Linked DNA regions of Mus musculus: regions 1, 2, 4 and 5 are each linked to region 3. The links are chromatin contacts, called in public promoter capture Hi-C maps. All regions are on one chromosome and are shown on one strand. The core of a region is the stretch at or near the end of the contact, and the rest is flanking DNA. Distances in the headings are between cores, read along the strand shown. Region 1 holds the start of Socs4 (suppressor of cytokine signaling 4). Region 2 holds the start of Gch1 (GTP cyclohydrolase 1). Region 3 holds the start of Styx (serine/threonine/tyrosine interaction protein). Region 4 holds the start of Mapk1ip1l (mitogen-activated protein kinase 1 interacting protein 1-like). Region 5 holds the start of Bmp4 (bone morphogenetic protein 4).

Region 1 (2,700 bases), core at 36-2,535, 1.9 Mb before region 3:
TGAGCTCTGAAAAGCATTACTCTGAAATCCCATTACAATATATTCAATATATAGATGAGTATCATCAGCTCAACTTGAACCTCACACTGTACCTACTCATTTTTATTGTCCAGGTACTGGGCAAAAGAATTATAAATTGGCCTGTCTAAAAACAATAATTTCAAAATAAAAGTAAGTTACTCAAAAGTCATTGTCTCAGGTGCCTTTATTCTTGTGGGAAATTAACAATAGGGTTTTGTTTTGTTTTTTAAAAAAGAATCTCAGATTCTACTTGAGCCAACTACTCTTCCTTTTTATTCATATACAAATCTGAGTGTCTTTTTGGAACCCAGGTTCTTAGAAATGCCTTACAAAATGCCACCATAGCAAGAATACCACGGTTTGAGTAATAACTAAGCTTGCAATTTTTTTAATAAGTTATCTAGATCTACCTCTGTAGAGTTTTCCGGTAATAAAAATAAGTCTGACTGAAACTGTACAGTGGGTACCACAAAAACGCCGTCAAAGCCCCAATTATCACCGAAAATCATAATTTTCAACAGACCAATTTATTAATATGGAGAACGTGAAGAAACAAGAAAAGCATAAACTTAACGGGCCAAGACCTGACTTAGTAGAGGATGTGTTATCGACTGCCACGATGAACAGAAACCTGTAACAATACAAATTAGACCTCTCCTTTTAGATCTAAAAGCAGTTTGGTAAACTTTGGTCGGAACTAAATAGAAAACCCAAGTTAACTCTCTTTAGCATTATTTAGCTAGAGTCGCAAGAAACAAGAATCAGTCCATCCTTTATTACCACAGAAATGACAAAGTTGAGGGCACGAAGGGCGTGAAGAATAAAGGCTTGCCAAGGTCTGTCCCTAACCCGGTCCCGAGGAGCTCGATCGGTTCAAGGAGGCGACTACGGTGGCTCGGGAGGAGATCCTGAAAGGGCAGGCGTCAAACCCCAGCCCTCGCCGCCACCCTTCCCCCTCTCACCTCTCCGAGCTCAGCTCAAGCGGAGCTGTCCGAGCGCCTGCCGCCATCACCACCGCCATCACCCGGCGCTCGCTCAAGCGCGGAAGAGAGGCCCGGCCACTCCCGCTCCTCGTGCGGCTCCCGCCAGGCGGAGGCCTGGCTGTCAGCCCCCGCCCCGGCTCCACGGTCAGCCCAGAGTCAGACTTGCCGCTGCCTCCGCCTGCTCTCCAGGGACCGCCGCCACTTCCGGGTTCGGCTCCCACCTTTTCTTTCAGAGCGGCCCCAGCCACCAGCTCTCGGCTTCGAGGCGGCGCGCTTCTGACGCCACCACCCGGCGACCTCGGGCCGGACCTGGGCTGGGCGGCGGCGGGCCGCGCATGCGCACAGGGCGAGCGCGCCAGAGCGCGGGAAGCGGCTCCGTGCTTCCATCAGAGCAGACGCTGGTGCACACCGCTTGCTCCTCGCCCCCGCTGCCCGTGCTTGCAGAGGGGAAAGCTTGTCATCTCCCGGGCGTGTGTGACATACCTTCCGCTGCATCGTGCTGTGGCTCCTCGGGTGAGGGAAACAGGACTGCACGGCGCGGAGAGGACGATCGCCCTACTGAAAAAAATACCAGTTCTTACAAAACGGCTCAGGTAGGGAAAGATGCCGGCCACACAGAAGCCCATGAGGTACGGACATACGGAAGGGCACACCGAAGTCTGCTTTGATGATTCTGGAAGGTAAGCGTCTTTGGAAACAAAGGACGGGTCCAGCGTGAATGTTAGCCGTCATTCTCGGTATGGACAGCCGGTCGAAGATGACCGATGCGGAGGGACAGAGGAAGGAATAAACAAGGAGCGCCTCTGCCCTGAGGCTTGTTTGCTTTGAACTGTCGTGGCACTTCTAGGACCTCACGAAAATTAAAATCCTTTACCCAGAGGAGTGCCTTCCCGCCACTCACGTCCTCATTCGGTGTCATGTTTATTTTATGAGACAGTTAAGCATCAGCAGTTGCTGTAAATTGCAATGACTGTCGTGCCCAGGAGATGGAATTTTGCAGCTTCCTCTTTCACAGTGTCCCCTGTGTACTAGAGGACATAATGTAAATGTCTAGTTTAGGGCTCAATACTGAGAAGTCGCTTCTTGTCAGCACCTTGTGCGGTCATGAGGCTCTACAATCACCACCATTTACTGGAAATAGAGGCTTCTCTAATTCTTTCTTTCTTTCTTTTTTTTTTTTTTGGTTTTTCGAGACAGAGTTTCTCTGTATAGCTCTGGCTGTCCTGGAACTCACTCTGTAGACCAGGCTGGCCTCGAACTCAGAAATTCGCCTGCCTCTGCCTCCCAAGTGCTGGGATTAAAGGCGTGCTCCAGGCCGGCTGAGGCTTCCCTAATAAAGGCTGAGGGTAGCATTTGAAATGTACATAAATATTTAGACAGCAGTTTGAGGTTATGCAATTTAGCTATGCAGTAGTGTACCCCCTAGGGCCTGAGACCTCCCCTTGCTATGGGCTTTTGAAAGGGTTTACCTACCAAGAATGGGTTCCCCTTTGTGGAATAGACCTTAAATCCAAAAAGCACTTGGTTACCCCTATAGCAGCCATGTCACGCATGCCCACTCAAGTGGACCATTCTTGCCTAGAAGCTGGTGTCCTAGTGAGGGCCTCCTAAAGCACAGGCTGGTCTCCAACTTAACGTGTAGCTGAGGCTGCCTCTGCCTGGCAAGCACGGAGATTACAGGCAGGGCTACTACACT
Region 2 (2,700 bases), core at 16-2,515, 1.8 Mb before region 3:
GGTGAGTGCCATGCACCATAACTCATGCCTTGAGAGAGGCCAGAGGGTTTTCTAGAGTGGCAGGTGTGTGTGTTGTATACATTTTAAACGACTGAACAATTTTCAAGTCACAACTTCTCCAGTCTTTAAAGCAGGAGAGAGGCAGGGCTCATGCTTTTAATCCCACCGTTTGGAAGTGTGAGGCAGGCAGATCATTTGAATTAAAGGCCTTCCTGGTGGTCGACATAGAGAACTCCAGGCCAGACAGAGCTGCACTGTGAGACTTGGTCTCAAAAAGTAAAACAAAGCACAACAAAAGAATGACACCCAGCACTTGGGAGGCAGAGGCAGGTGGATTTCTGAGTTCGAGGCCAACCTGGTCTACAAAGTGAGCTCCAGGACAGCCAGGGCTATACAGAGAAACCCTGTCTCGAAAAAACAAAAAAAAAAAACAAAAAAAAAAAAAACAAAAAAAAGAATGACTCCAGTAGAAGTATAAACAAGGATGGGGGTGAGGGTGTGTGGGACAACGACTCGTGAGCCCTCACCCTAGACAAAGAGCCACAGGTGACCGAGGAATGCTTAGACTGAGGTAATCTTCCCTAGGACAGAGAACACCAATACCAGATTAGCCCCGAAAATGTATACACACAAGAGACATTAACCAGACTGAGCAAGTTGTATTTATATATTTAGAAACACACATACATACATACATAAGAACTGTTAAAAAAAGAGACTGAATGTAAAAGAGAACAAGGTGTGGGGGGGGGCGGGGTGAAGGTATTTGGGAAGGTTTGGAAGGAAGAAAGGGAAAACAGACAGGAAATTATTGTAATCTCGGAAAAAAAAAAGCTAAAAAGAAAAAAAATATTTAAAAAAGAGCACAAGGTTGCTTATCACCAGAATATTTGCTCCACCCTGCCTGCCCCAGCAAGGTCACCTGTTAGTTAGCTCATCTTTCTCAGGGCAACTAGACCACAGCATTTTTGCGAACACGCCCCCTTTTCCGGTGGAAAGTGAGGGAGAATCGGTGTTTCTATCTCGGAGGTTCCAGCTCCCCGGATTCTTGGCTTTTTGTAGACTCAGTTCTTCCTTTTATAAGTCGAGGGGGTCTAACCAGAAGCTTGTCTTGTGTAACTGCGGGGGTTTAGGGGCCACCCAGGAGGGCGGGGCTCAGGGGCGGGGAGAGATCCATGACGCAAGAGGCTCCGGCCAATGAAAATATCTCGCGGCGCCGGCCGAGTCGCCCTGCCATAAAAAGAGAGGCGCGGCGGGGCTCCCCAGCCGGCGACTGCCCTAGACTCCGAGAGTGTCCCTAGGTGCTGAGCCCCAGTCCGGGTGACGGCCACAGGTTACGGCCGCCGGCTAAGCTGAGCCGCAGCGCTTGTTAGCACCCTAGGGTGTCTCGGGAGCGGTCGCGCCGGGTCCATGGAGAAGCCGCGGGGAGTCAGGTGCACCAATGGGTTCTCCGAGCGGGAGCTGCCGCGGCCCGGGGCCAGCCCGCCTGCCGAGAAGTCCCGGCCGCCCGAGGCCAAGGGCGCACAGCCGGCCGACGCCTGGAAGGCAGGGCGGCACCGCAGCGAGGAGGAAAACCAGGTGAACCTCCCCAAACTGGCGGCCGCTTACTCGTCCATTCTGCTCTCGCTGGGCGAGGACCCCCAGCGGCAGGGGCTGCTCAAGACGCCCTGGAGGGCGGCCACCGCCATGCAGTACTTCACCAAGGGATACCAGGAGACCATCTCAGGTCCGTGCGTGCGCCGGGGTGTGCTGGGCGCCAGGAGGCGGCTTCAGGAAGCGTGGGCAGCTCCGGGAACTTTCCCGAGTTGCTTCACTTTTGGCGCAGGGAGCCAAGTTGTCAGGTCCCGGTCCCAGCTGTGGCCCCAGAGCCTCCACCTGGCGGAGGCGAGGGTCCCTCCTGGCTGGCACTCAGGGCTCTGGGGAGGGTGAATGCATAGCCACTACACTGAACTCCGGGGCGGGAAGGGATGTGAGACCCTCTTACCCCAGCGCTCAGAACGCGATTAGGCACGTGCAGCATCCACCGTTCCCCCCCCCCCCCGCAAGGATCCCGTGGACACTTGTTGATGGGACGCGTCTTGCTTTTGGGTGAAGCCAGGTTTCCGTTACACCCCGTGAGCCAAGTAAAGTTAGGTACTTGTAATGGGGTAGGGAACTTCAGAGAACTGGAATTTGCATCCAACTACTCTAGCTTAGGACTTTACACCAAAATTTGGCACAATTCTGGATTCGGACTTCCTAGCAGTTTGAGGTGTGGACTTTTCTTGAGCTAGCATTATTGCTGAAAGTCTTTAATGTTTGCTCCCTCAAAGAATAAAGGGACACTCCACCCCACCCCCGCGCTGATACTCTGATGGTTGAAGTTCACTGGACCTGGGATTCCGTGCTTTTGCCCTCCTAGCCACCCACCTCCACCCCCGCCGCCTAAAATCCACAGTCTGAGCCTGCTGGCATCAAGTCTTTCCCAGCCAGTGACGAGGCAGTTGCTGTGGGTACAGAGGCAGGGTGAAGAGGAAGTGGAAAGCAGGGCCTTGCTGCCTATTTGGTTAAGCAGTGTTGGCCTTTATAAAAAAGAAGCTCTGGTTCCTTTGGCTGAGTTCAAAGGCCTCATTTCCAGTTTACATCTGGGCATCTCTGTGACGTGTGTCTTTGCCTCCACCATTACACACGGAAAAAACAAAAAACCAAAAACAAACCACA
Region 3 (2,700 bases), core at 45-2,544:
AACTGAGACTGGTCTCAAATTTGCTATAGAACCAAGGCTACAGTGACCCCTCCTTTCTCCTTCCACCTCCCAAGTAGAGGGGTTACAAGTGTGCCAGCCAAGAGTAGTCCCAAATACCTTTAAAACACTGAGAGATTAAGGGGTGTACACCTTCAATCCCAGCATTTGGGGTACAGAAGCAGGTGGATCTCTTTGGGTTTCAGGCCAGCCTCGTCTAGTGAGTTCCAGGACAGCCAGGACTTATATCAAACACACAAGCAAAACTCTAGAATCCTTTTTTGATCCTATTAAGTGTCACAGGTAAGAATCCTTGTCACTAATTTTAGCCTCTGGCAAACTCTAACTTAACAGTTTCTGGTACCATAAAATATTTGCAACAGATGTTAGGTAAAGAAAAAAATCAAGGTGGGGTGAAAAGAACCCTTAAATCATAAATTGGGAGAATTTTGCTCTCGATAGTACAGGCAAGATTTGTTACTAAAAATTTTCAAATTCAAAGAAGCTTAGCTTTTCTACTCCCCCCCCCCCCCCGCCCCACGCTAGTCATCGTTTTTTGTGGGTTTTTTGGTAGTGGTGGTGGTTGGTTTTTGACTTGAGTACTATTAGAGGGGTGCAATTCCAGAGTTCACGCCTCCGATCTATTCCACACGTGGGGCTGGCTATGTGTCCCGCATGTGAATCTAACATCAAGCTCAGATTAAAAACAACTCCACAGCGTGTTGCTCTGGTAAGGAAGAGTCTGTGTTCACGAAAAGCCTCAACGCCGAGGCGAGTGGTCAAGAGTACTCTCCGGGTTGGCTCCTCCGATAGGGTCCCGCGGGAGGAGGACCTCACTGACGCCCCTTCACGCCCAAGGGGAAAGGGAAGAGTCTGGGACAGTTGGGCCAGAGGCGCTGCTTGGCCGGAGACCCGGGGGCTGCCCGCGGCAGGGCGGGCCGCCGGGCACTCACCTCGGCGTCGTCTTTGCACTGCGGGAGCGAGGGGAACTCCAGTTTCACGTCCTCCATGGTCCCAGGGCCCCGGTGGGTGGGCGCGGTGCGCCCGGCCGCCCTCCGGGCTGGCAGAGGCGACAAGGGAAGGAGGGCGGGCGGGCGGGCGAGCGGTGGGGGGGCTGACGCGCGGCAGGCTCACAGCAAGCACTCGCGGACCACAGGATCCAAGCGGCTGCGACAGGAAGGCGGAGGGCAGGGCGGTGCGCTGCCGGCCGCCATGCTGCGGCCGTGTCCCTCCCGCAGGTCTCCGCGCCCCTCAGAGAGCCGGGATCCGACCCAGGCACGAGCCCATAACCGTCTCCTCCCGCCCCAGCCCACGCGGCCCAGCCAATCCCAGCCCACGCTCGCCGACGGCCCGCCCCCGCCGCCAGGTGTCAGCGCGCCTCCGCCCCGCCCGTCCGCGAGCGCGCAGACGCGGGGGGAGGAGCTTCCCGCAGGGCGGAGCTGCGGCCGTAGGGGAGGAGCGGTCGGGGCCAAGGCCTTCCCAAATGGGATGGGAGTCCGTCCCTTCAAAGTGTCCTCCACACTCAGAGGAATGCTGCTCGATCCAATCCGTGGGGGAAGTCATAACCAAACAGGAAGAGTTCAGCTTAAATTCATGTTAGACTACGAAAAAAACAAAAACAAAAAACCCCGAGATACCCATCATCTTTAAACAAAGTAGAAAGTGGCCTCTTAGGTATACTCCGGAGTGTTAACAACTCAAATTATCCAGAAAATTTCAAGAAAATGATTCTTAAAAAAAGTCATCAGAAATGTAAATGATAGTTTACTTACTAAATTGTATTCGGTACTCTTTAAGATTTCTCCGAGCCTATTTTTCAACATAAAAGATGATTGTGTGAGGAGCTGGCGTTAGAGTTAATAATTTTTGAAGAATATACCTTCTTCAGGGTCTCGCTATGTACACCAGGCTGGTCCTCAAATTTACAAGAGTTCTGAGATGAAATGATTAAAGGCCTGGTTTGAACTTCTGAACCACCTTTGGTCTCACTGAAGGAATCACTGAAGGCTGCAAAGTGTGTAACTAAGACTATCACTACTTTTCACTGTATTTTAACACTACTTCCTAGAGACCTCAGGACTGTCATTATCAAAAAAAAAAAAAAAAAAAATCCTTTAAAGTGGAAGGACCGCGTGTTTAACTTGGATTTCCTCTTAACTCTTTTCATGTTGTCATATATGTAATGCATGTTCAATATACAGGATAGCTGTTCAAAAATTAGGTGGCTAATTAGATGGTCTATGCTCTCTAGTGTTACATAAACTATTATCCAGCTTTAAGAATTACAAAAGGCACAGAATACCCTGCTAGTAATTTTTAATTAAAAAATAATCCAATGGCAAGTATTGTGGTAAATGCCTTTAATTCCACCACTCAGGAGAGGCAAGAAAATGTCTGTGAGTTGAGACTGGCCTAACCCACACAGTAAGTGTCCCAGGCCAGCCAGGGGTACATAGTGAGACCTTGTCTCAAAAAGAAAGGGGAAGCTGGGCAGTGGTGGCATACCCTTTTAATTCCAGCACTTGGGAGGCAGAGGCAGGCAGATTTCTGAGTTCGAGGCCAGCCTGGTCTACAGAGTGAGTTCCAGGACAGCCAGGGCTACACAGAGAAACCCTGTCTCGAAAAACCAAAGAGAGAGAGAGAGAGAGAGAGAGAGAGAGAGAAAGGGAGGGAGGGAGGGAGGGAGGGAGGGAGGGAGAGAGA
Region 4 (2,700 bases), core at 99-2,598, 1.9 Mb before region 3:
TGGTGGCAAAAGCTGACCCGACATTATTTATCCATTTCATTTTCCACCCACTCCCCGCTATAGTCTGAATAGTTACAACTGCTGAATTTTTTTCTTTCCTTCCCTAAAGTTTTGGGACTTGAATTTAGGACCTTGTAGCAAGCCGGGCTAGCACTTATCTACAGGCTCACCCTGTGCAAATATTACTAATTAACAGTCCCCGAGTCTAGGGCTCCTCTATAGTTAACAGTCACAGAATCTCAAGATTGCTGAATTCCTAAGGTTCCTGAGCCCAACGCTCAACCTCTGTAGGGAGAATGAAGATGACACCGATTCCTTCTGTAATCAAAAAGAACATTCCAACCTCGGCAGCTGCAGGAAAAAGTTTTTGAAGGGAAGTGTTCTAGAGAGTGGCTCCAATACTCCACGACTAAAAACTGCCCTCCTCCCCACCCAAGGAGCGCCACTAACAAAGACTTCCGAGGGCGACTCCAGCTTCTGAGGGTTTGGCCTCCAAACAGGCCTTTCGCACATGGGGGAGGGGGCAACACGTGTGTGTTTCTGTAGTAGGCTGTTACACATCTACGGTGGGGTCTGGTTTAGATACTTCAACTTTAGGATTCGTGAAAACATTACTTTCAGTTTTCATGGCAGGGAGGAAAAAAAATGGTTCAAGCGTTCTAGCTAGCTCAAAGGAGAACGTCACTCACTCAGCCCATGGCACCTTCTGTCCCCCGTAGTCATTTAAAGAATGGGTAATTACGATCAGCGAGAAGCTTGTCACACAGAATTATCAGGCGCCAGACCTTGCTGTAAGGATTCGGGTCTCCTCCACTGTCGTTTTTATTAGAAATTAGTGGCTGGGATACCGGTGGAGGGGCAAGGGGACGGGGGGGGGGTGTGGGGGACAAACAAGCTGCCCTTTAGGGTTAAGGGAACAAAGGGAATCCGGGATCAACCGGAGCGAACCAGCCCCCAGCCGGTCACGCAGGCGGATGTGGGGGAGGGTCGCCCGCTCCCGCCTAACCCCTCACCCCCCGCCCGCCCCCGCCCAAGCCTGGCATGACGTGGGCGCCCCGGAACCCGACGGGCGCGACATTAGATCCCTCGGTCGCCTGGTTCCCGGGGGACCCTCCCCATCGAAAGCTCTAGAGCCGCCAGGCCCCCCGGGACCCCGCGTCTTCGCATCGTCTCCCGCCAGCCTCGCGCCCCGCCGCAGGCGCCCAAGCGGACTCACCCGGCAGGATCCGAGTCCTAGGCGCGGCACAGTGGCGGCGGTGAGTCCAGAGAGACGGGCAATGGAGACCCGCTGAAGGCCTGATGGACCGAGACGACAGCGACACGGCTCCTCCTGGCACCGGAAAAGGAAGCGGGGAGGCCGACCTGGCCGCCCGTTATTTCCGCCCGCCCCGCCCAGCTTGCACTGCGCCTCCAGCCGGCCGCCCACGAAACTGCAGGCAGGGCCGCGTGGCTCCGGGAGCCTGGGCTGTTTCCCTCTGGGTGGAGCGCGGGAAGGTTTCCCTGCTTCCTGAGTCCAAAAGACCCAAAGGAAACCCCCTGGCCGGTGATGCTCACCGCAACCCAGGGACTGAAAGCGGAGTTTGGATTCTCTGTGTTTAGAGGTTTTTGTAGACAGGCTCCAAGCTGGCTGTCAGTAGTCCTGTTAAAATCGAGGGTAAAGAGATGAGGGAAAAGGGAAGTCTTTCTAAAGGTCTTGCGAATGAAAACTTTTAAAAGCATATGTCTGCAGAGACTGAGTTGTATAAGTTGGAATTTCAGTACTGTGGAAAGATTGGAATGTTGCAGGTCCAGGGGCTAATTACCTTATCTTGGGCTAGTGCTAGCCCTCCAGAATAGCCACCTCTGTGTCAAAACTAATATCTTGTGGCAATAAGATTAAAAACCTTTTAGGTCTATTAACAGGCAACTAGCCTCTGCCAATCCAAAAGCTAAGAATGTCATCGGATAATGTCTTAGATGTATAGAAAAGCTTCCTCTATCTTGATGTACCCTCCAATGTATCCATCCACCAGTGTGTTTTAAACTTTGCCTTGATTTATAGCGTTCTCTGTTCTGTAAAACTAAAAACCTCGTGATACTGGTTCCATGTTGGGACATGGAATTTGAGGTAACCTAAATTTGTGTTTTGGTGCCATCATCATTCAAAAATGGGTCCAGAATAAGCTATCTCTGATTCCCTTTAAGTTTTAAATTAAGAATAGTGGCCTCAACCTGTGGTTTATGAACCCTTTGGGCGTCGACTCTTTCATAGGGGTCGAATATCAGATATTTACATTATTTATAACAGTAGCAAAAATACAGTTATGAAGTAGCCATGAACTAATTTTCTGGTTGGGGGTTACCACAACATGAGGAATGGTATTAAAGAGTCACAGTATTAGGAAGGTTGATAAGCCACTGCTGTAAGATGAGAGGTGTTGGGTTTTTGAGACTGGCCTCTGTTTCTGGGAGACTCAAAACTGACATACCAGAAAGCAAAATCTAAATCTACATACAGATTTTCAGCCGGTCGTGGTGGCGCACACCTTTAATCCCAGCACTTGAGAGGCAGAGGCAGACAGATTTCTGAGTTTGAGGCCAGCTTGGTCTACAAAGTGAGTTCCAGGACAGCCAGGGATACACAGAGAAACCCTGTCTCGAAAACAAACAAAACAAAAAAATTTTTTTCATTTTTTTTTTTCCTTCCCAGACTTCTGATGT
Region 5 (2,700 bases), core at 104-2,603, 1.0 Mb before region 3:
AGCCTCTAACACTCCTTCCAACCTGACATTCCTTCTCACCCTTTGTCTCTGGCCAGTAGAATACAGGAACTCGTTCCTGTTTTTTTTTTTTTAAATTCTGAAGGTGTGTAAGTACAAAGGTCAGATGAGCGGCCCTAGGTCAAGACTGCTTTGTGGTGACAAGGGAGTATAACACCCACCCCAGAAACCAAGAACCGGAAATTGCTATCTTCCAGCCCTTTGAGAGCTACCTGAAGCTCTGGGCTGCTGGCCTCACCCCTTCCCTGCAGCTTTCCCTTTAGCAGAGGCTGTGATTTCCTTCAGCGCTCTGGGCAAATACTCTTAGCCTGGCTCACCTTCCCCATCCTCGTTTGTAAAAACAAAGATGAAGCTGATAGTTCCTTCCCAGCTCCATCAGAGGCAGGGTGTGAAATTAGCTCCTGTTTGGGAAGGTTTAAAAGCCGGCCACATTCCACCTCCCAGCTAGCATGATTACCAACTCTTGTTCTTACTGTTGTTATGAAAGACTCAATTCCTCATCTCCCTTCTTTTAAAAAGGGGCCAAAGGGCACTTTGTTTTTTTCTCTACATGGCCTAAAAGGCACTGTGTTACCTTCCTGGAAGGTCCCAAACAAACAAACAAACAAACAAAATAACCATCTGGCAGTTAAGAAGGCTTCAGAGATATAAATAGGATTTTCTAATTGTCTTACAAGGCCTAGGCCTGTTTGCCTGCCAAGTGCCTGCAAACTACCTCTGTGCACTTGAAATGTTAGACCTGGGGGATCGATGGAGGGCACCCAGTTTAAGGGGGGTTGGTGCAATTCTCAAATGTCCACAAGAAACATCTCACAAAAACTTTTTTGGGGGGAAAGTCACCTCCTAATAGTTGAAGAGGTATCTCCTTCGGGCACACAGCCCTGCTCACAGCCTGTTTCAACGTTTGGGAATCCTTTAACAGTTTACGGAAGGCCACCCTTTAAACCAATCCAACAGCTCCCTTCTCCATAACCTGATTTTAGAGGTGTTTCATTATCTCTAATTACTCGGGGTAAATGGTGATTACTCAGTGTTTTAATCATCAGTTTGGGCAGCAGTTATTCTAAACTCAGGGAAGCCCAGACTCCCATGGGTATTTTTGGAAGGTACAGAGACTAGTTGGTGCATGCTTTCTAGTACCTCTTGCACGTGGTCCCCAGGTGAGCCCCGGCTGCTTCCCGAGCTGGAGGCATCGGTCCCAGCCAAGGTGGCAACTGAGGGCTGGGGAGCTGTGCAATCTTCCGGACCCGGGCCTTGCCAGGCGAGGCGAGGCCCCGTGGCTGGATGGGAGGATGTGGGCGGGGCTCCCATCCCCAGAAGGGGAGGCGATTAAGGGAGGAGGGAAGAAGGGAGGGGCCGCTGGGGGGAAAGACTGGGGAGGAAGGGAAGAAAGAGAGGGAGGGAAAAGAGAAGGAAGGAGTAGATGTGAGAGGGTGGTGCTGGAGGGTGGGAAGGCAAGAGCGCGAGGCCTGGCCCGGAAGCTAGGTGAGTTCGGCATCCGAGCTGAGAGACCCCAGCCTAAGACGCCGCTGCGCTGCAACCCAGCCTGAGTATCTGGTCTCCGTCCCTGATGGGATTCTCGTCTAAACCGTCTTGGAGCCTGCAGCGATCCAGTCTCTGGCCCTCGACCAGGTTCATTGCAGCTTTCTAGAGGTCCCCAGAAGCAGCTGCTGGCGAGCCCGCTTCTGCAGGAACCAATGGTGAGCAGGGCAACCTGGAGAGGGGCGCTATTCTGAGGATTCGAGGTGCACCCGTAGTAGAAGCTGGGGATGGGGCTCAGGCTGTAACCGAGGCAAAAGTTGGCCTATTCCTCCTTCCTTCTCCAACAGTGTTGGAGGTGGGATGATGGAGGCTAAAAGGCACCTCCATATATGTTACTGCGTCTATCCAACCTACTTTAGGGAGGTGCGGGCCAGGAGAGGCGGGAAGGAGAGAAGGCCTTGGAAGAGAGGTCATTGGGAAGAACTGTGGGGTTTGGTGGGTTTGCTTCCACTTAGACTATAAGAGTGGGAGAGGAGGGAGTCAACTCTAAGTTTCAACACCAGTGGGGGACTGAGGACTGCTTCATTAGGAGAGAGAACCTAGCCAGAGCTAGCTTTGCAAAAGAGGCTGTAGTCCTGCTTTGCTCTAAAGCGCGACCCGGGATAGAGAGGCTTCCTTGAGCGGGGTGTCACCTAATCTTGTCCCCAACGCACCCCCTCCCAGCCCCTGAGAGCTAGCGAACTGTAGGTACAGAACTCGCTCCCATCTCCAGGAGCTATTTTCTTAGACATGGGCACCCATGCATTCTGCCTTCTGGTACTCTCCCCTCCCTGGGAAGGGGTGTAAGGTTCGACGGACCGTGGCCAGGATGCCGAAAGGCTACCTGTGCGGGTCTTCTGCCATGCTGTGTCTGTGCGGACATGCCAGCAGGGCTAATGAGGAGCTTGCGATACTCCAAAGGGTTCGGGAATTGCGGGGTCCTTACACGCAGTGGAGTTGGGCCCCGGGGACTCAGAAGGTTTCCCGCCACGGCTTTGGTTGATAGTTTTTTTAGTATCCTGGTTTATGAACTGAAGGTTTTGTGAGATGTTGAATCACTAGCAGGGTCATATTTGGCAAACCGAGGCTACTATTAAATTTTGGTTTTAGAAGAAGATTCTGGGGAGAAAGTGAAGGGTAACTGCCTCCAGGAGCTGTATC

What was found. Promoter capture Hi-C pulls out the DNA fragments that hold promoters and counts their contacts.
Region 1: a contact with region 3 is called in a promoter capture Hi-C map of pre-B cells, with 4 times the contacts expected there. The contact joins the promoter of Socs4 here to the promoter of Styx in region 3. A contact is called at or near these places in 9 of 39 promoter capture datasets (the 3T3-L1 cell line, the HPC-7 cell line, cranial neural crest and 5 more), 3 of 484 Hi-C or Micro-C datasets (embryonic stem cells and granulocyte-monocyte progenitors), 4 of 115 datasets of contacts at active chromatin or transcription factors (the 230-238 cell line, astrocytes, embryonic stem cells and 1 more) and 1 of 9 other capture datasets (adipose tissue).
Region 2: a promoter capture Hi-C map of pre-B cells shows a contact between it and region 3. The contact joins the promoter of Gch1 here to the promoter of Styx in region 3. A contact is called at or near these places in 2 of 39 promoter capture datasets (hippocampal neurons and pre-B cells).
Region 4: a promoter capture Hi-C map of pre-B cells shows a contact between it and region 3, with 6 times the contacts expected there. The contact joins the promoter of Mapk1ip1l here to the promoter of Styx in region 3. A contact is called at or near these places in 9 of 39 promoter capture datasets (the 3T3-L1 cell line, 3T3-L1-derived adipocytes, cranial neural crest and 5 more), 2 of 115 datasets of contacts at active chromatin or transcription factors (the 230-238 cell line and large pre-B cells) and 1 of 9 other capture datasets (liver).
Region 5: a contact with region 3 is called in a promoter capture Hi-C map of embryonic stem cells, with 2.6 times the contacts expected there. The contact joins the promoter of Bmp4 here to the promoter of Styx in region 3. A contact is called at or near these places in 2 of 39 promoter capture datasets (cranial neural crest and embryonic stem cells), 1 of 115 datasets of contacts at active chromatin or transcription factors (embryonic forebrain) and 1 of 9 other capture datasets (adipose tissue).

Annotation. Positions count from the first base shown.
Region 1 is chr14:47,275,505-47,278,204 of GRCm38.p6, reverse strand. Socs4 (suppressor of cytokine signaling 4) reads right to left here and starts at 1,285. Exons shown (of 2, transcript NM_080843.3): 1 at 984-1,285. Wdhd1 (WD repeat and HMG-box DNA binding protein 1) reads left to right here and starts at 1,348. Exons shown (of 25, transcript NM_001360532.1): 1 at 1,348-1,684. The coding sequence starts at 1,608.
Region 2 is chr14:47,187,978-47,190,677 of GRCm38.p6, reverse strand. Gch1 (GTP cyclohydrolase 1) reads left to right here and starts at 1,265. Exons shown (of 6, transcript NM_008102.4): 1 at 1,265-1,726. The coding sequence starts at 1,411.
Region 3 is chr14:45,349,780-45,352,479 of GRCm38.p6, reverse strand. It overlaps Styx (serine/threonine/tyrosine interaction protein), which reads right to left and starts at 1,294. Exons shown (of 11, transcript NM_019637.3): 1 at 951-1,294. The coding sequence starts at 1,007.
Region 4 is chr14:47,296,922-47,299,621 of GRCm38.p6, reverse strand. It overlaps Mapk1ip1l (mitogen-activated protein kinase 1 interacting protein 1-like), which reads right to left and starts at 1,348. Exons shown (of 4, transcript NM_178684.6): 1 at 1,217-1,348. It overlaps Gm35078, which reads right to left. Exons shown (of 2, transcript XM_006519856.4): 2 at 1,217-1,639. The coding sequence ends at 1,234.
Region 5 is chr14:46,389,322-46,392,021 of GRCm38.p6, reverse strand. Bmp4 (bone morphogenetic protein 4) reads left to right here and starts at 1,353. Exons shown (of 4, transcript NM_007554.3): 1 at 1,353-1,718. RefSeq lists promoters at 264-1,670, 1-1,670, 1,721-2,700.